Regions from separate parts of the Sus scrofa genome. Here region 2 is linked to region 1. A link is a contact called in public HiChIP or PLAC-seq data. All regions are on one chromosome and are shown on one strand. The core of a region is the stretch at or near the end of the contact, and the rest is flanking DNA. Distances in the headings are between cores, read along the strand shown. Region 1 holds the start of SETD7 (histone-lysine N-methyltransferase SETD7). Region 2 holds the start of NOCT (nocturnin).

Region 1 (2,928 bases), core at 175-2,674:
GCAGCGGGCCACCCGCGGAGGGGACAGTGGCGGCCTCGGGGCCCTGCGCCGCGCGGGTCGCAGCCCGCCACTCCTTCCGCGTTCCGTGCCCTCGGCGCCTCCTCCCCCGGCCCCAGAGAAACGCTTGTACCTTCCACCGCCTCCTCCACCATCTCGTCGTCGCTATCCATGGCGGCTGGGGACCCTGCCCAGCTCGGGGCCGCGCCGCTGCCTCCCGTCCCTCCGGGTGCTCCCGGCGGCTGAGCGAGCGCTGGGGCTGAACCCTGCGAGTTTAGAGGAGGAGGAAGAGGAGGAGCAGTCGGGGCTGGCTCGCACTGCCTCCCCCTACAGCCCTTTCAATTCCTTGGCCTTAAGCTGCTCCGGCAGCAGCCGTCCCTCCTCCCTTCGCCCACTTGCCCCTTGCCTCCGAGGCTCGGGGTGCCGCCGTGGCCGCCGCCGCCGCTGCAACTTTCTCCTGTAATACCCCCTCTTTGTTATCGAGCAGCTGATCCGCTGACATCACCCAGCGCCGGTGCGCTCCCTCCCTCGTTGATTGACAGTTCCCTGTCCCTTCCCAGAAGTAAGGCTTCTTAAAACGAAAGGCGCTCCGAGTCCGCGCTGACTCCGTGCCCCAGCCCATCAGCCCCCGGGCCCAGAAGGGTTTATCTTTTGCTTCTGAGCTGCCTGGTGCGTTCCGACCGCGCCACGCCGGGCCTGGGCTCGGTGGGCTCCTCGCGAGCGCTCGGGACCTCCAGGTACCCGCCCTCCAGGGGCTCAGAACTCCCGACCTCCACCTGTGCGGGGGACCACTTGGAAGTCCGCGGGCAGTGCTCACCACCCCCACTCCCATCCCCCGCCCCTTGGACAGCCTCCAAAGGGCAAGGGAAGCTAAGGCAGCGTTCCTGACGCTCCAGCGCCTTAACTTCCTTCTGCTCTCGCCCTCACTTCACCCTCGTTTGCCACCCGGAGCTGCACGAGTGCGGCACGCACGGGAGCGCAGGTGTCCCCCGCGTTGCCGCATCACATCCGCGAGCAGGTTTCCCAGACACGGGGTGGGGGTGACATCCAGCCCAGATGAGGTTCCAACCCTAGTGCGCTGCGTCCTCACCCTCCTCGGGACCGTCAGGCGTCCTGGGTGATTCAGAAATTCACCAGATCCAAATGGCAGCGGTCTCTTTACCAGGCAGGAAACAAGCCGCGCGGAAGGCCCGGCAGGTCCCTCCTCGCGGTTGTGGTAACGGAAAAGGAACCACCGAGTGGAGCTACCGGGGAAGGACCCTCTGTCTGGCGCGCCTCCTTCTCGCGCCTCTCGCCCTGTACGTGGGATGTCCCCAGCCGTCTCCCTGTTCCTCCGAGTGCCAACCCCTTCACAGATTCGGGCTCTCGAAGTGGAGAACATCACAGGGCGCCCGCTTCCCGGCCGCGCCACTTAGTGTCATTATGGCGTTGCCTCTTACAGGTGGCGATAAAGGGCGGCTGTAAATAGCTGGCTAAATGGATGCAAATGTACACAATGTACCGTGGAATTACCGGGTGCCGCTCTGGGCATCCGCCAAGAACAGCTACTGCACGGAGAGGGCGGGGGGATAGAAGGGAGCAAGAGAAAGTTGTTTATTTTGTTTTCTGAACAGCAAAAGAGACTTGGGGGATTTCAAAGTACTTCCAGTACCGGGAGACCACGCCTTGGTTTTGGCTTTGGGCTTAAATGCCAGGTATTCTTATCCAGTGTTGTGAGTTTCTCCTTAAGTTCAGTTTTTGTTTTTGTTTTGGTTTTGGTTTTGGTTTTGTTTTGTTTTGTTTTCCTCTGTGAAAAAGAGAATCATGTTAGGAACATTTGTCCTATACTCTGCCAGGAATTTCAACCCCCTTTGTTTCAGAAAGAGAGGGAAGGGTCCTGTGCCAGGAGTTAGGAAACTTGGGTCTTGGTATTGCTCACCTGCAGAGGGACCCTGGGAGGCCACCTCTTCTGGCCTGAGTTCCTCCCTTAGGAGCTAAGAGGTGCTGCGACACTGGAAGAAGGACCCTCCAGTCTAGACTAGAACACTCTGAGGTCCCCCAGCTTAGGCTAGACTGCTCAGAGGTTCCCCAGCTTAGTCAATACCTTTCAAAAGTCTTCTGGCTTAGATTTAACCTTCTTATTAAAGGTTTCCAGTGCAGATACTTGGCTCCAAAGCTACACAGAGAAGGGGTTTCTGCAGTGGAAGATGAAAGAACCACTTCATTTTACATCATTTGTAAACATGAACCATAGAAACAGAATTTTCTTTCTTTCTTTCTTTTTCTTTCTTTCTTTCTTTCTTTTCCCCCCACCATGTACCAAGCTTACTCACTCACTGGTTTTGAGTTACATGACATTTTTTCTTATTTTCCCTTTTTAAGCATATCATCGCCTCTCTTTCATATTATACTGGTGCACACAGCACACCAGATATCATCTTCTTCTCCAGTTTCCAGTTTATCTTTTTAAAAGATACTGAAAGCTAAAGGCAGCACACATTATTTATGTATTTACTCAAAAGGGGCTGAAGCAGAGGGAGGGTAGTTTGGAAGAAATCACCCCTCGAAATACACAGGTGGGGTCACAGAGTCGCAGCAAGTTCACAGTGGGTTGGGTATGTGGGTGGAGGGAAGGAGGGAGGGATCTCATCAGGGGTGTCCTACCCTAACTTTAAGTTTAGAGGAGGATGTCCAGCTTGGTGCTATGAAGTTTTTCCTGCCCACCCAAACTGTCATGTGCTCACTTTCCACTTGCTGCTAGAGAACACGTGGAACCCTGCACACAGCCCCCATCTCTGCATCAGGCCTCCTCTGGACTAGTAAGGGGTGGAGTGGAAAGCAACCAGGGCCTTCCTGCCAGAACCTTCTTCAGTTTTGCACATGAGACAGGCAGCAGCAGGGCACAGTCCCAATCCCCTCCCCCACCACTCATGCTGCTGGCTCTGGGTCCAA
Region 2 (2,928 bases), core at 267-2,766, 430 kb before region 1:
CCTGTTTTTATAGATAAGGAAACAGAAGATTTACTAATTTGCCAAGAAGCCTGTCTCCCAGGAGTTAGGATCAACTTGAGCCAGCTGACGCCTCCACACCCTCTGGGTTCAGATATACAGCCCAGGTCTCAAAAATGTTTTGAATATCCTTGGTAATGAAAAGCTTCCAATTCCACAAGACAGAAGAACCAGCAAAATCATGGGAAATCCAACAAGAAAACATTTCTCATTCATAAGTCATTCAGAGAGGAATCCAGTCTTGGCAACCACCACTCTTCCCTTACTGATTAGTCATTGTTCTCTGCGCAATCTATCTGAGCTGTTTCTTCCATTCATTCTTTTCCAGTACCAGATACAGGTCTAGACTATCTTTCGTATCCATGGGTCTACTCTCTCCTGCCTTTCCATGTCCCCTGAGATACATGACCTCCAATTAAAGTCAGGCTGGGGTTTCCCATGGCCTAGGGGTTTAGCATCCCACAGTTGCCACTGCTGTGGCTCAGTAAGATTCGTGGGGTGGGGGTGGGGTAGAAAGAAAAGAAAGAAAAGAAAAGAAAAGAAAGGAGGGAGGAAAGAAAAAGAAAAGAGAGGGAAAAAGCACGGTCCTAAGATATATCCTTGCTCAGCTCACAATTTCCTACCATATTAGATGTAGTCTCATCTCTGCCTTCCATAGGCAGAGGTTATATAACCTATCCAAGCATCTGTCTTCTTACTCCTTACCTTCCATCCTATAGAACTAAGAACTGTTCCTCCAAATACACTTAGGGCTTTCTCTTTATTCTCTTCCTTCATGTGTAAATCATCACCACTTCCCACCCAATTTCCACAAGTGTAAATCTTAGACCTCAAAGCCCATCTAGAAATCCCAGGCCTGTTTATGACTTCTATCACCAGCCTTGCGGAAACTTGTGACACTGATCTTAATCTGCCTTGTTGAGCTTTAAGGTCTGATTTCTCTTGCTACCTTCGGCCCCCTTTGCCTGAGTATCACATCCTTGAGGAGAGGGATGTTGTCTTAGCACCGCCCTCGCACACACTCCGGGTCCTATCATGCTTAATTTCGTTTAACGCAGTATATCCTCCCGAAAGGGCCGGAGGCATACGCCCTTTGCCGGATTCACATGTACTCTCACACGTACACACAAATGCTACCTTCCACTCGGACACACACGTGTCCCCAGGGCCAGAGCCTTGGAAAGGTCTCGGGACTCCCAGCCTGTGGGCGTTTCTACTACAGCCAGCGGAAGGGGAGATACATTTCTTTAAAATCGCACCAAAGAATCACTTGTTACTTTGGGCCTCCCACGGCCTCCATCCAATAAACACCTTAAGCTCTTCTTCCTGTCGAAGCAATATCACACCGGTTCTGGGAGTCCCACCCTGGTCGCTCTGGGCTCCGGTCCCGCGGATCCCCCTCTGCCGGTCCCGCTTGGTAGCGCCCACTTTGTCAGCTCGCGGCTCTGGCCGGTTATCCTCCAGCTCTCGCCGGCCCGCGGCAGACAGCGGCTCCGCCTCGTAGCAGCTGCTGCCACCTCTCCGTCTCCGGCTCGAGGTCCAGGACTTTCCGCCGAGCCGCGGTTGCGCGAGAAGGAGCCGGGGCATCTCTGCTTGGACTGACCCGAGAGTCGGCTCGGCTCGGCCGGGCCCCGAGGATCTGTGGGCGCGCGAGGAGCCGCGGCGGTTGTGGCAGCGGCGCCCGGCATGTTTCAGAGCCCGCGGCGGCTCTGCTCCGCCCTGCTGCAGAGGGACGCGCCCGGCCTGCGCCGCCCGCCCGGCCCGCCGCCGCGCCGCCGCTCGCCCCCGCCCGCCGCCGGCCCCAGGCCCGCATCCCCCCGGCTCCTGGCGGCGGTCTCTGCGGCCCAGGGCGCCGCGAGGTCGTCGTCCCGAACAGGTGAGTGCACGGTGGTTCCGGGCGGAGAACGCGGCGGCGGCCAACGCGCGGCCGCCACCTGGAGACCGCGCGGAATGAATGAGAAGCCGGGGGCTGCCGGGCGGTGGGGTCCGACGGGGAAGCGTGTCCTCCTCTCGCTGAGCCGCGGTCTCCGCTACTCTTTGCCCCTCTGCCCTCGCCTTCCCTGGCCTGGGGCTTGCACGTCCGGTAAGAGCTGGAACCCGGTGGTAGCTTCCCGTTTATCGTCGCATGCCGCGCTTTCAGTATTTCTCGCTCTTGACCTAGGTTAAGCTTCCCCCTTCCGAGGCCGCAGATGATTTCTGTTGGTTTTACTTCTAATCGTGATGAAACATTTTATGCAAAAGAAAAAACACTCATTGGATCATATGGCCTGTACGACTTAGATGCTCTGAATTTTTTTAAATGTCATGCTAACTATGTTACAAAAGAATCACTTGCGCATTGACTCTTTTTACATTTATTTGAAAATTGTTCGGAGACTTCCACTCTTAATATTTATGTCATTTTGCGTCCTGTATACCTGGGTTAAGATCGTGTAAAGGTGATGCCATCCGTTTTCAGAGAGTCAGTTTTCCGTGTCACGTGCTCTGGACTTCCCCTATTTTGCCACCTTGGTTTCAGCCTGAGGACTCATTAGGGCGGCCACAATTTACATACAGATTACTCATACTTTTAGGAATAAAGCTTCTGTTTCAAACCTGGCAATTTTATCACACCGAAAAAAGTGTAAAGAGATGCACTTGACAGTCACTGAGATCTTCTTTCCCGGTTCTATAGGAATTTGGCACATTGTGAAATTACTGTTAGAATGGATACCACCTAATAACTGCTGGTGTTTTTTTCTTGCTGGGAATCTTCAAGAGGAACATTGTTAGGTTGGAGGTGGGAGAAATTAAAGAAAACCAGTTGGTGTCTCCTGGATCATATCTCATATCTTAACCTCTTACCTTAAATTCTCTCTGAGTCCTTCAGAGGCAGAGTTAGTCAGTAGGTTCATTCTGGGACTACAGATA

Evidence for each region. HiChIP or PLAC-seq counts read pairs in DNA pulled down with a chosen protein or histone mark.
Region 2: an H3K27ac HiChIP or PLAC-seq map of alveolar macrophages shows a contact between it and region 1. The contact joins the promoter of NOCT here to the promoter of SETD7 in region 1. A contact is called at or near these places in 1 of 5 promoter capture datasets (liver), 3 of 47 Hi-C or Micro-C datasets (heart right ventricle, liver and skeletal muscle) and 2 of 2 datasets of contacts at active chromatin or transcription factors (alveolar macrophages and skeletal muscle).

The regions. Positions count from the first base shown.
Region 1 is chr8:87,476,762-87,479,689 of Sscrofa11.1, reverse strand. It overlaps SETD7 (histone-lysine N-methyltransferase SETD7), which reads right to left and starts at 1,424. Exons shown (of 9, transcript XR_002346776.1): 1 at 1,088-1,424; 2 at 131-263.
Region 2 is chr8:87,907,819-87,910,746 of Sscrofa11.1, reverse strand. It overlaps NOCT (nocturnin), which reads left to right and starts at 1,516. Exons shown (of 3, transcript XM_003129187.4): 1 at 1,516-1,894. The coding sequence starts at 1,705.